Linked DNA regions of Mus musculus: region 1 is linked to region 2. Evidence: chromatin contacts called from public Hi-C data. All regions are on one chromosome and are shown on one strand. Each heading gives the region's core, a stretch centred on a gene start, on an enhancer-like site or on the middle of the called end of the contact. The rest is flanking DNA. Distances are from core to core; before and after follow the strand shown. Region 1 has its middle 120 kb from the start of 2810405F15Rik. Region 2 has its middle 49 kb from the start of Gm31590.

The links. A called contact is a pair of places that touch in the nucleus more often than the background predicts.
Region 1: a contact with region 2 is called in a Hi-C map of the N1E-115 cell line, with 6 times the contacts expected there. The contact joins two enhancer-like sites. A contact is called at or near these places in 2 of 484 Hi-C or Micro-C datasets (the N1E-115 cell line and embryonic stem cells).

Annotation. Positions count from the first base shown.
Region 1 is chr2:116,197,268-116,203,641 of GRCm38.p6, forward strand. No RefSeq gene overlaps it. Among named protein-coding and RNA genes, the nearest start is that of 2810405F15Rik, 120 kb to the left of the region's middle. Within about 2 kb of position 4,429, at least 10 of the 459 cell types and tissues checked have an H3K27ac peak or open chromatin away from gene starts, as enhancers often do. A contact at or near this core is called in the N1E-115 cell line, where this site is marked.
Region 2 is chr2:115,853,048-115,859,194 of GRCm38.p6, forward strand. No RefSeq gene overlaps it. Among named protein-coding and RNA genes, the nearest start is that of Gm31590, 49 kb to the left of the region's middle. Within about 2 kb of position 2,959, at least 48 of the 459 cell types and tissues checked have an H3K27ac peak or open chromatin away from gene starts, as enhancers often do. A contact at or near this core is called in the N1E-115 cell line, where this site is marked.

The DNA.
Region 1 (6,374 bases), core at 3,179-5,678, 350 kb after region 2:
GTTGTGCATGGCAGAGAGGATGTGAAGCATCAAAAAGCCTGGGTTTCCTTCCAGAACACACCGCTAAAGCTCTAACTCTATCTTAGTAGCCTATACTTTTTCTTTTAAGACTTAATTTTATTTTATGAGTATGAGTTTTCCTGCATGCATCTTTATGTGCCATGTGTGTGTCTGGTCCCATGGAGGCAAGAGTAAGCATCTGGAGACTGAAAACTAGAGTTATAGAGGGTTATGAACTGCCATGTGGATACTAGGAATCTGGGTCGTCTGCTGTGGAAGCAAGTGCTTTAACAGCCAAGCCTCCCCTCTAGAGTCTCTGCTCAGCCTTCTTTAGTAGTTCAGTCACCTCCCTGTAATGCCACTCTTGAGGGCAGAGACTGTAACTCATGGGCTTTGGACTACTCTTTCTGTAGCAGAGGCTTTTTACTTTTCTCTGTTCTGTATATTGTTGCAGTGGTCAGTAACTTTGCCTTGTGTTAGTTTATTCTTCCATAAAAAAATTACAAAGTGCTGTTAGAGATGAGCACAAGTCAGAAGCTGAAGAAAATCCTCAGAACCGCCCTTGTTACAGGACTAGAGGCATGTGAGCAGGGTGGAGATGCTCTATTGGTCAAAACTTTGATCTTGTGACATGTAAGAGAGTGATCTCTGATGATTTTGCATCAAAGAAGTGGCCTTCATTTTGTTTATGATGATGAATGAAGTTTGCTGGAGGACCTGGATATTGGGAGGAGGATAGCTCATCTGTTAAAATCACTCAGGTGACACATGAGTATCACAGTCACCTCAGTGAGCCTGGAGAGATGGCTCAGTGGGTCAGCTGATTCCTGGGCAAGCATGAGGACTGAGTTCAGATTCTCAGCCAGGTGTGGGGCCAAGCCTGTAACTCGACTGTTGATTTGCTAGAGGCAGATCTAAGGGCTTGCTAGTCAGCTAGTCTAGCAAAACAATGAACTCCAGGTTTAGGGAGAGGCCATCTCAAAAACCTACACAGAGAGTGAAGAAGATAACCAAAACTTGACCTCTGTTCACTAGACACTCATGCATAGGCAAGCACACAGGTAGACACAGACACAAACATACACACACGTACATGCACACGCACAGGCAAACACACCCCTCACACCAGTGCCAAGTACCTGTCCTATGAGATGAGATGCCCTTCTTGGTTTCCATCCATTTCCATTTTCCAATTGAGAAAGAGTCTGTCTCTGTGTGAAGCTTGAACTTAGGTAAGGGCTTTATCATCTGAATTATACCTTTTACTTAAGAAGCCATCTGTGATGAGTCTGTTGGCTAAAACTTTGGAGAAAGAAGGTGGGAATGAGAGGAAAACAAGGAAAGCTGGGAGACAAGAGATGAAATAAAAGCTGAAAGATAGTGACTTCACAAAGTTAGTTCTTTCTAGAGTTAGAAATAACAGACACAAAACTATGGTTTCTCAGTTCCAACCTGGGGTGGACACATTTGAAACTTTAGCATGACAATTTCAATTCTCTTTCTCCCCCTCCCTCTCCCATTCTTTCTTCCTCCATCTCTTCCTCCCTCCCTCCATCCCCACTTCTGGTTTTTCAATACAAGTTTTTTATTTGTGAGTGTGTGTAACTCTGGTTGTCCTGGACTCACTCTGTAGACCAGGTTGGCCTCGAACTCTTAGAGATTCAGCTGCCTCTGCCTCCTGAGTGCTGGGTTTAAAGGTGTGCACTACCATGCCCACCTACTCTCTCTCATTAATAATGATGATCGTATTTATTTTTACTTATATGCTTCTTTGTGTATAGGTCTGTGCATGTGTAAATGCAGGTAAGTTTAGAGTCCCAGAAAGGGTACTGCACTGCCTGGATCTCTAGATGCATGGTGTGAGCTGCCAGATATGAATGCCGAGAGCCAACTCAAGTCTTTCTTTAAAGCTTTCTTTTTAAAATATTTTTACTTTTTCTGGTCCCACTCACTCCGACCTTAATTATTTATTTTATGCATATGAGTACACCATTGTTCTCTTCAGACACCAGAGGAGGATCCCATTACAGATGGTTGTGAGCCACTTTGTGGTTGCTGGGATTGAATTCAGGACCTCAGTCAGTGATCTTAACCACTGAGCCACCTCTCCAGCCCTCCAACTCAAGTCTTTTATAAGAGCAGAGGTGAGGCATTTCCCTGCTCTATAATTCATTTTTTTAAAATAAACTTAGTTTATGCCTTTGTGGCATTTAATAGATGACCAGTAAGCAGCAAATGTCCATTTGATTGCACAGGTCCTTCTCTTTATTCACAGTTTTGTTGAGCTGAAATTTCAGTTAGGAATAACACAAATGATTTTCTGGAACATACAGTGAGCACAAATGTTGCTTCTCCCCCCCACCCCCCAACAATGGAACAACTCTAAAATAGTGGCTAACTGGTGATGGTTGCAAGGCACTTGAGATCTGTTACAACCCTCAGCTCTTATCATCTTGTTGAGCGGAACGAGGGACGTAATTCAAATATGGCAGAGATAGGTGAAGCTCAGGGATGGGGGATAAGGGGTGACTATTTCTCTTTGTGTTTAATCTTTAGCTTCTCTTCTCTTTTCCCTCCTCTCCTCTCCTCTCCTCTCCTCTCCTCTCCTCTCCTCTCCTCTCCTCTCCTCTCCTCTCCTCTCCTCTCCTCTCCTCTCCTCTCCTCTCCTCTCCTCTCCTCTCCTCTCCTCTCCTCTAATCTCTGATCCTCTAATCTCACCTCTTCTCCCTCTCCTCTCCTCTATTGTCCTTTCCTCTCTTCTCCTCTTCTATCTCCCTCCCTCCCCCTCTGTCACCCTCCCTTCCTTCCTCCTCCCTCCCTCCCTCCCTCCCTCCCTCCCTCCCTCCCTCCCTCCCTCCCTCCCTCTCTCCCTTTCCTCTCTTCTGCCATGCAACAATGCATTTCTTTCTAGAAGGAATTTGACAGAACTAAAATAAAATACCCATAACTTGGGGGTGAAGAGTTTTTGTTTTCCTCTGTCTATCTCTGTGAAAGAAACAACATATAAACTGTTGCAGTAGGTATGATGCAGGACACTGAAAGAGAAGCAATCACCTCCCATACAACAATGAATTATGCAATACAGAAAAAGTTTGATCTGAGCACGTGTGGTCAAAGACTGCGTTGCTAGATAGAGAGATTTCCCTTAACTAATGAGTCTAGAGGATGTATTTACGGGGCTATCAAAACAATCCAAACATCATAAGGCATACCATTTGTTTGCCGTCCCTGGGAAAGAACTGTGCAGCGTATGGATCATTTAAATTAGACTTTACTATTTTGATGTCCTTGCCATTTGTTCTCCTAAATTTCCAGCCTAAGGGGTTTGTTCGCCCATCAGTGTGCATGCGTAAGTCCCATTAAGGCTAATCGAAATTTGGTGCCTGAATCCAGAGGAAAAAAAAGCCTTACCTCTATGATGGCATTTTGCACATGGGATGCAGAAGAAAAATAACTAAAAGAACATCCATTACTCTTCATCCAAAGCCCATAAAACAACTGCATTAATTATGAGAGAAAGTACTTGCATGTGGAATTTTAAATTCGTTTAATAAACTTGTAATTTAATGTATTTCTCCACTCAGAATTATCTATTCCTTGTGTATGCTTTAGGTCATTTCAGCATTGAAGGACTCAGGGACAAATGGAAATCAAACACACCACTGGTGCTCAGGAGGTAGTTCTTCCACAGAGCAGAGCGGAGCAGAGCAGAGCCTTGCTTTATTTACATTTTGCAGCACACATGCTCCGGATGTTTCCAACTTATTGCCACAAGATTCAAAATAAAACCTGAAGCACCAGACAGCCTGTCTATATTCCCTTGTTTAAGTCTGTCTTCGGAGCTCTCTTTTGTACCTCTGTTCCTAAGCATGTAAGGGAGTTTCGGGCAAGGGTCAGTATTCAAATGAGATGTTAATTTAAAAAAAAATGTTCCCTCACTGTGTTTATTTTGGTCAAAGGGAAATATTGGTTCTTTGAGTTGCATTAACACCCAGATAAAAACCAGTTTTTATCTTTATACATCTTTCTGGGTTAAAAAAAAATTCTACCTCGAGAAATTTCTTTAACAAAGAGAACATTATTCCAGACTCTAACATTTCTGTCTGTCGATTATCATTAGTCATAAGCTAAGCCCTGCACTAAATGTCTAGTGAGCACAGATAATGTTCATTTTGTCTGGAAGACAGGTTGCCGCCTGTCAAGGAGAGATGGAATAAATGACAGGTTTTGACTCTGTGCCTTGCAGGCATATTAGGCTAAGAAATCGCCAACATGATGAAAAATTATTTTGTCAAAAATTTGTAGGTCACCCATCATTGTCTAATGTATTCTGTGATTAATTGCTAGCATAGATCAGCATTATGTCTTCCCAGTGAATCGCTTAATTGTTGCCTGCTTCATGCTCTTAATGTAATGACGAGGCATCTGCTCCTTTCGCATGTGCTTTTAAATGCCAGCTTTTGCATCCAGGTTACAGGGTTGGTGATAGTCAAGCTAAAGAACCGCTTCAAATTAAAACTTCGGGACCGCCATCTCCCCTTGCTTTTTTTTTTTTTTTTATGGGAGGCTGCGTGGAAGGCTGAGTGTTAGTGTTAATGTATGTAGATTTTATTTCTGATGAGTGATTATTTGACTGCTCATTTTACGAAGATTTATGGTGTGCTTTCTATCTCCTGACTGCAGAGCTACTCTTATCTTTAATAAAGGAGATGAGGACATTAATCAGCCATTGTCAGGGCTCCTGACTAAGACATTAAATGTACTGTATGGGATAGGTAAACACGCTCCAGATCCTTCTCGACTCCACTAGATCAGGCAAAAAAACACTCATTATATTTATCATAATTTCACATCTGCTGTTTTTGAAGCAATGTACCATGAGGCCATAAACTGTATTACAACTGTGTATAAATTCAACTGATTTGTGGCTGGAGTAACTAATTCCTAAAGTACATTTTAGAAAAACAAGCAGTGAGCCCTGAAATTGCAATTCCATAAAGGCACTAAATTACTGACTGCAGAGGCAAAAATTTGCTTGATGTGATGCTGCAGTGACCATTTTATAAAAAGTGACAGTGTGCCTGTGTTGGAGTCAATAAAACAGGGACGAGTGAGCTCTACATTCAAACAAGATTAAAGAGAAAGCAGGTGACGGGCTGCAGTGTACAAATACAGAGAAGCAGAGCATCCCCCCCCCCAATGGCTTACAGATGCAGCTGTTAATAGCAACAATACTGATTTCTCAGGACTAATAATTTCATTATTTGGTGATGGAAGTGAAAAACGTAATCCCCCTTTTACTCATTTCATAGCATAACTGGGATTTACAAAATTTTAAACATTGTGGCATTCGTTGTTGGTTTAAGGTTGTCATAATACTTTCCAAAATTATAAAGAATAATTATTTTTAATGGGCCATTTGTTTGTTCCTGATTCTTTAGGATCTTTGTTCAAGTGGCTACTTTATTAAGGCTTCTAGAGATAGTTTGTAGAAGAGTGTGTGCGTATGTGTGCATGTGCGTGTGTGTGTGTGTGTGTGTGTGTGTGTGTGTGTGCATGTGCACATTTATTTGCATGTAAGATAAAGAGAGAGAGAGAGAGAGAGAGAGAGAGAGAGTTAGTGTGTGTGTAAGGGAGTAGAACACCTATTTCTTTGTGCATGTTTGTTCCACAAATATGACCTATAACTGAATAGCTTTTCCAATAGGGAAAGGACAACTGCAAGCGATCTGCCCCTCCCTTTTTTAGTACAAGACAAGCAAAGCCAGAAATCATTATTGTGAAAGCAGAAACACACTTGAATTGTCTTTCTATGAAAGCCAAGGGCAGGCCTGCCACTTGGGCTCCTGAAGAAGAGTATGAGCCCACAGACAAAACCTGCTTTCTAGCAAGTACAATGTGATAACATGATTATTTACTGACTGGGAAAGCAATTTAAGAAAAAAATAAATGGAAGTGGTGCTTTCCTTGCTCGGTTTCTCAAGACAGCTATTGTCCTTCCCTAGTTCTCCTGTGCATCTCTGCTGCGGAGGACAGAAGTACCACTGGGGTGCTTTGGTTTTGCTTCACTGTGATCCACTTGCCTTCTTTGTTCACCATCCTGTTTGAAGACTCCAGGTCATTGAGTGTCTAGTGTGGGTAGTTCCTAGTTACCCAGGGCAAGTCGTAGAGGACATTCATACAGAATGTATTTTAGAGCAGCGTGATCCTATTTGATTTTGTTTATAAAAGAATATATTTTGCCATGTTTTATCCCCTCTCCATGACCACTATCCTGGTCAACTTTTATATCTGAAAATCTGGAGCTGCCATACCAAATATTACTTTGTTCTTTACACATAATATCAAGTCAAAAATGATTGTGTTTGTAAGGC
Region 2 (6,147 bases), core at 1,709-4,208:
ACAGGTGGGAAGAGTAGGCTGCCAGGAGGTCCCATCCCTTTCTCTCTCCCCAGACACCCCAGTTTTCCTGAATCTCTGGTGGAGAGAGGGCTTCAGTGCTAGGAGAGCGGGTCACTCGGTGAGAGAGGTTGAGATGTGGCATCTGTAACTGTACAGTTGATTTTTTTTTTTTAAAGCACGGTTCATTTTATATTTTTGTTGTTGGTACCTGTCTCTCTTTGTTCAGCATTTTGCCTTTTGAAATGTTAATTATTCAGGACCCCTCCGAAATGTTCACCCAATTCAAGTTTCTAAGGAAAACATAGAAAAAAAATATTTGCGTATGTGGAGACACTCTTTCTTGGGACTCTAGGGGCAAAGAGAGGCTGCATCTTTGTCAGACTGCCCAGTGATGGAAAGCTTAACCACCTTTTTCTGTAAAGTGTGGTTATTAGGGCATCAGGATTCAGATGCAGGCTTGGGTGCTGTTGAGAGAGGGATGGGGTGGAGGGTACCTACTTGAAAGTGCACAATATTGGTATCTAATTCTCTTTCTCACGAACTCAAATGGATACAAAAAGCTTGCAAAATTCAAGTGACACCAGTCGCCTGATAGCTGTGGACAAGGTAACTAACATCTTTTACATCTGCACAACTTTCAACCACAAAAACGCTGGACATTAAAAATAAAGTTCTTCTAAGCAAGAGGGAAAACTAAAGGCTGATATTAGTGTTTTCTTTTATCCCATGGAGGTATCAGTTGATCCCGTTTCTTTTGTCGGCCCAACTGAGCAAACTAGAAGGGAAGAGCAGTCTCTGACCAGCAACAAATCCAGGGTGTTAAAAGCAAGTTCCTTGGATGATTTTTCTTTGCCTTTAAAGCAAAACAAAACAAATTTTAAAATTTTATTTCCTCCTGGAGAGTTAATTTTGTTGCCAAAACATAGGCATGGGGCTGTTAACAAGCCATTTGAGAAGCTAAGTCTCGGTGATCTCTTTCTTGCAATCATAATCGGCAAGTGGCTTAAGATTGATGGTGAGGTATTTTCTGTCTCTTCTGGAGGACCTTCGTGTCAATTTATTTAGAACACTGACCAGACTGTCAATGCCTCCCAATTTTATTAAGCTGTTTGTAACCAAACACAGTGGGATTTCTACCCTTCCTCCCTCGTGAGTGTGAGAGTATAGTGCTGACTGCTTCTTGTTCTGAGTTCAGCTGCAGCGGGGTCCACTCCCTTGTGTTTGTTTTATTGTGTTTATATAGTTGCACGGACAGCTATGCATTCCCTGGGCACGCAAATACCTATGTACACATATATTTAAGGCGGTCCATGTGTTGTGCAGTAACTTCTCTTACACTTTACTGAGCTTAAAGGGGACCTTTCAAAAAAGTCAACCGCAGTGGCAGACTTCCTCAGAGAAGAATGTACTTTTAAAGTAATGCAATGAACTTCAAAACAGATTCCTTCTCGGCATAACAGCTTGCTTGCTGGTGCATATTTAAATCTATCTCAGTTATTACAATAGTCCCTAACAATATTTCAAGCTCAGCTGCACTTAGCCATCCCTATTCTGCCCAAAAGATCTGGGTTAACTCCCACCACTGCCTTTTCCTAGAAGCGCCCCTTTCTGTGGGGTCCCAGGGTGCCTGACCCAGACCTCCAACATCCACAAACGAGGGTGGGGATCTGAGATGTGAAAGTGGAATCTGCAGAAGAGCCAGGGTAGAGAATGGATTGCGCAATCCAAGAATTAGAAGCACTGGGGAGGAAAGACACACCTTTTCCAAATGCACCGTTCTTTCCTTCCCCAGAGCCTCGTTCCTCAGAATTGCTCTCAGAAAAACCCGCAATCTGATTCTTTAAAATAAAAACCAAAAACTCCCTGAGAAGCCAAAGTCGTTCCGCGTGGTAGATTGCCATGTCTGATGTGGGGGGTCCAACTGCGGCGGGGAGACCCTTCTGACACGGCTGCTTTGTCAGCGTCTTCTCCCAGAGGCAGAGGCGATGGAGATGGGTCGCGTTACCTGCTTGCTTGCGCCTTCTACCCTGTGCAGAAATCCCAGGAGAGAGTAATCTGGACGCTAGAAGTACGCCGCTGTGCACCAAACCCCAACTCTCTGAAACCAAACGGCGCACCTTGCGGTGCAGAGAGATGAAGTGCTTACACTCCGGAGGCGGCAGGATATTGGGGTGCGCTTCAGCCGCTCTGTCCGCGTTCAGCAAAAGCAAGAAAACAGGGTCAGGGAAGAAAAACACAGGCATGGAAAAGACCTGTTTGTGTATGGATACTGTGACAACTAAGACAGACAGACAGACAGACAGACACACACACACACACACACACACACACACACACACACACACACACACATTTTGAATGCTCTGGGATCCCAAAGATGTGTGCAAAAGGAATTACCTCAAATTGAGAACTGCTTAAATTCCAAAAGCGATTCCTGTAGACTTTTATAAACCTGTGAAATCCCCCCCCCCGGAGTTTGCTTTTACAAGTACAAGAAATATTATTTGGCATTTCTTGTTGCCCCTCATCAGATATCTATTTTTTAATAGCAATAATAATAAAAAGCCTTCAGGGTTGTCCATTAAAATATATCTTTGGAAGTTAAATCTGCAAGGGGGGAAAAAGCAAACTTGATCAAACCCCTACAGAATAAGGAGATTAGAAAACGAATCCTTTTGCTTAGGCATTTGGTCGTTTATTCCCCGAGGCCAAGTGAAAGGTGTGAGTACTTTCCTGTTTTATTATTATTTTTAAAATTTATTCATTTAAATGTTCAGCCATGACAAGCTATTCCCTCGCTGCAGCGGACGAGGGTGAGAGTAGTGGAAAGGGTAGGTGGAGAAGGGTGGGGGGCGCAGAAAAACACCGTTGGCTTCGCGGGGGGCTGTCCCGCCGCGGTCTGCCCTGAAGGCCAGCAGGGGGCGCTCTGATGTTATCTGTGGACCAGCCCGCGGAGCCGCTCAGAGCTCGGTGACACAGGCTTGGCGGTTTCACGCAGCTGCAAGAGGAAGGGGAGGAGGATCGTACCTCCTAAACCCTCAACAACGATTCCACTCGGCTTATTTACCTTCGGCTGGAAATGTATCTACGTTTCACTTCAACTAGTTTAGTGCTGCAGCTCCGACCTCTTTTCATCTGTGTCTTTACAGAGCACATATAATCACACCCTCTTGAAATATATATTAATGCAACTTATTAGAAACGACGATGAATAGTCAACATTTTTTTCGCCTGTTAGTTCCGCTGATCCAAGCAGGATTTATTTGCAGGTCTCACATCCCGAAGTCATAATGCGCCCCCATCCCACCCCCCACCCCCCTTAAATAAAATTGGTCAAATGTTGACAACCTGTAAGACAACCTACCACTCAAGATTAGTGATGGGAAACTAATGAGAAAATATCAGATCGCCCGGCCCGAGGGCTGCCAATTAAATCTTCGCTGATTGAAAAATAAAAGCGGACTTGGGGTGTGAGCCCAGCTCAACTTGAACTATTAATTTAACATGTTGCCGGTCCGTGCCTTCCCTCACTCCACTAGCGCCTCCCCCCTCCCCCCACCCCATCCCTCAACCTAAAAGCCAAATGTTATTTCTCGAAATATTTCAAGAGGTCCAAATCAGAATGATCATTTCTTACACGGTAAATATTAGCCCTTTAAGCAATATGATTTAACTAATTAGAAAATTTACATCATTAAGTCTCAGGGAGAGAAAAAAGAGAAACAGATCTGCCAATCATTTTAAAGGAGACAGGCACTATTGAAGTGTGAAGAAATCGGCTCTAATTCAAAAAGGCAATCGGGCAGAAAAAGCCCTCAACATTACCCTGCTAGTTATTAATCAGAAAGGGCCCTCTCTTCTCCCTGCGCCCCTCCCCTCTGGGCACTGAGTTTAAGTTCTTTTTTCTTTTTCTTTCTTTCTTTTTTCTTTTCTTTTTTCTTTTTCTTTTTTTTTTCTTTTTTTTTTTTTTGCCAGTGGCCCATGTCATATTTATATTGAGGTTTTGTCTGCTAAGGATTAAAATTTGAAAATGTTTCAATATGAAGAAAACAAAATCCTCAAAAGGAAAAAAAATTCTTCGTGTACTGGTAAATTTGTTGTAATGCACAATTCTCACACTCCTCCTTATTTTTATTCTTTCTTCCCATTAAGTTCTATTTTGAAACCTGCTCGGTGAGAACTAGATAGTCTTTGTGTTCTGCTCCCCTCCCCCTCCTTGTACCTCCTCCTTCCTACAAAGCAGAAACCTAGACTGAAAGCAGAAAAGTACAAATACATTAACAAAGCCTGACTCCCTTGATAAAAAAGGCCACGGTCTAGGCTTACAGTCAGGAGTCTACAGAAATGGGAATCTGTCCGGTGGGTCTGCAGACAATAGGACACATTGAGTATCCCCCACCTATATATAGGAGTCCATACAGTGTGTAGTTAGAGAAGAAAAGAAGACAGGTAGGTGAGAATAATTTTAAAGTGCACTGTGTGTGAGTGTGTGAGTGTGTGTGTGTGTGTGTGTGTGTGGCTTTTGTCTACCTCACTTCTTTTCTATTCAGCTTAAAACAGCAGCCTCATTATATGTAGGTGCCCCTTCCCATCATACTTACTTAAGCCCTCCGTTCACCACACACATAGCCCTTTGCCCAGTCTTCTCATTCCCAGCAAATTAACTGAGAGTGAATTGCAAAGGGAGCTTTCTGAGTGGATCCTCTGAGACGTTCAGGCCCTTCCCGGCACCTCTGAGGACGCACTTTTAAACTGTCTTTGGGTTAAAAAAAAAATGTAATTCTCGGGCATCCGATTCCCTTTTGTTACCTCTTTTTTTAAATTATAAAGAAGTCAGGAAGACTCACTGTCTGCCACTCCCTGCTCTCTGATTACAGCTCATCACAGCTCAATTTTCCTCTCTCTGCTTTTTAGAAAGTTTCTCTACCATGCTCTTCATCCCAGTCACTGGGCCTCGGGACTCTCATCTTTGGACTTCTTTGGGCACCTGATCACTAGACTTCAAGTTTGCAGGAGAGAGCAGTAGCAGAACTGGGTTATTAACACAACACATTTAATTCTCTCCAAGAACTTTTACCGGGAAGAGAACTTTTACTAGGAAGAGCCAGTGGAAGGAGAAACCATCTGTAAGCAGTGTGCCCCTGAGGGTGGCTAGCGAATTGGGACACAGAGGCTGGGGACATGTCAAATATGGCAGATTTTGTGAAAGGGTCTTTCTGAGGTACACTTTAAGGAAAAGGGGTTGGGGCACTGGGAAGAGTCTAGAATCTTTCCGAAATGCACCTCTTTTTCTGGTTGTCCCAGAGCAGATGGGAGTCTCTTGTGCTTGCCTCTGAGAAAGATTAAATGAACACTTCTGTCATTTGAGGGAGGTGGGACACAGAGAGGTGGAAATACTCCAGACAATGGCCTCTGGCCATGGAGGGCTCCCTCCCAGTGCCCGATCCCCTGCGGAACTCTGCTTACCTTTGTAGCTGGTATTTCATCAGAAACCAGTGGAAGGTTCCTGGCTAGACGAAAAAGACCCGGAGAATCAACGTCTCTTGGATCTACTCCGAGGCTAAGAAACATTACAATAAAATTTACAGCGCCTTTAACAACTCGCAAGTAAAGCATTAAAATTCTCTTTAATTGAGAAGATATTGATTTTCAAGTCTAGAAAAAGCGAAATCGTAATTTAGTGGCAAACTTTTAGGCGAGAATATAGCGAGTTATGTCGCCATATAATGGATCCACTCTTAATCCACACACAACGTCACATCTTTAATTGCCCTACTTTGTGAAGTGATAAAGACAAAAAGGTAACCCGATCAAGGCAAATGCTTTATTTAAAAAAGATCTAGAGAAAGGATCTAGAATAATTTTATTTTCCGTTTATGTATAAAAAGAATTGTCTATCTTCTTTTTTTTTTTTTTTTTTGAAGTAGGGGAGAAAGGTCCAATGGGGAGAAAAGAAATAAAAAGAACGGAAAACCACAGACCAGTCTAAAAGCCACTCACGGTAGCAAATCCGTTGATATTCTTTACCGAAGGAGGAACGAAGCCAACGCATTTAGAGCAAATGCATTCACAGGCAAAATTGCATCCTCTGTGAACGAAACAAACCTAGGTCTATTTTGTTACTTTATTCCCGGGTCTTGGGGAGGG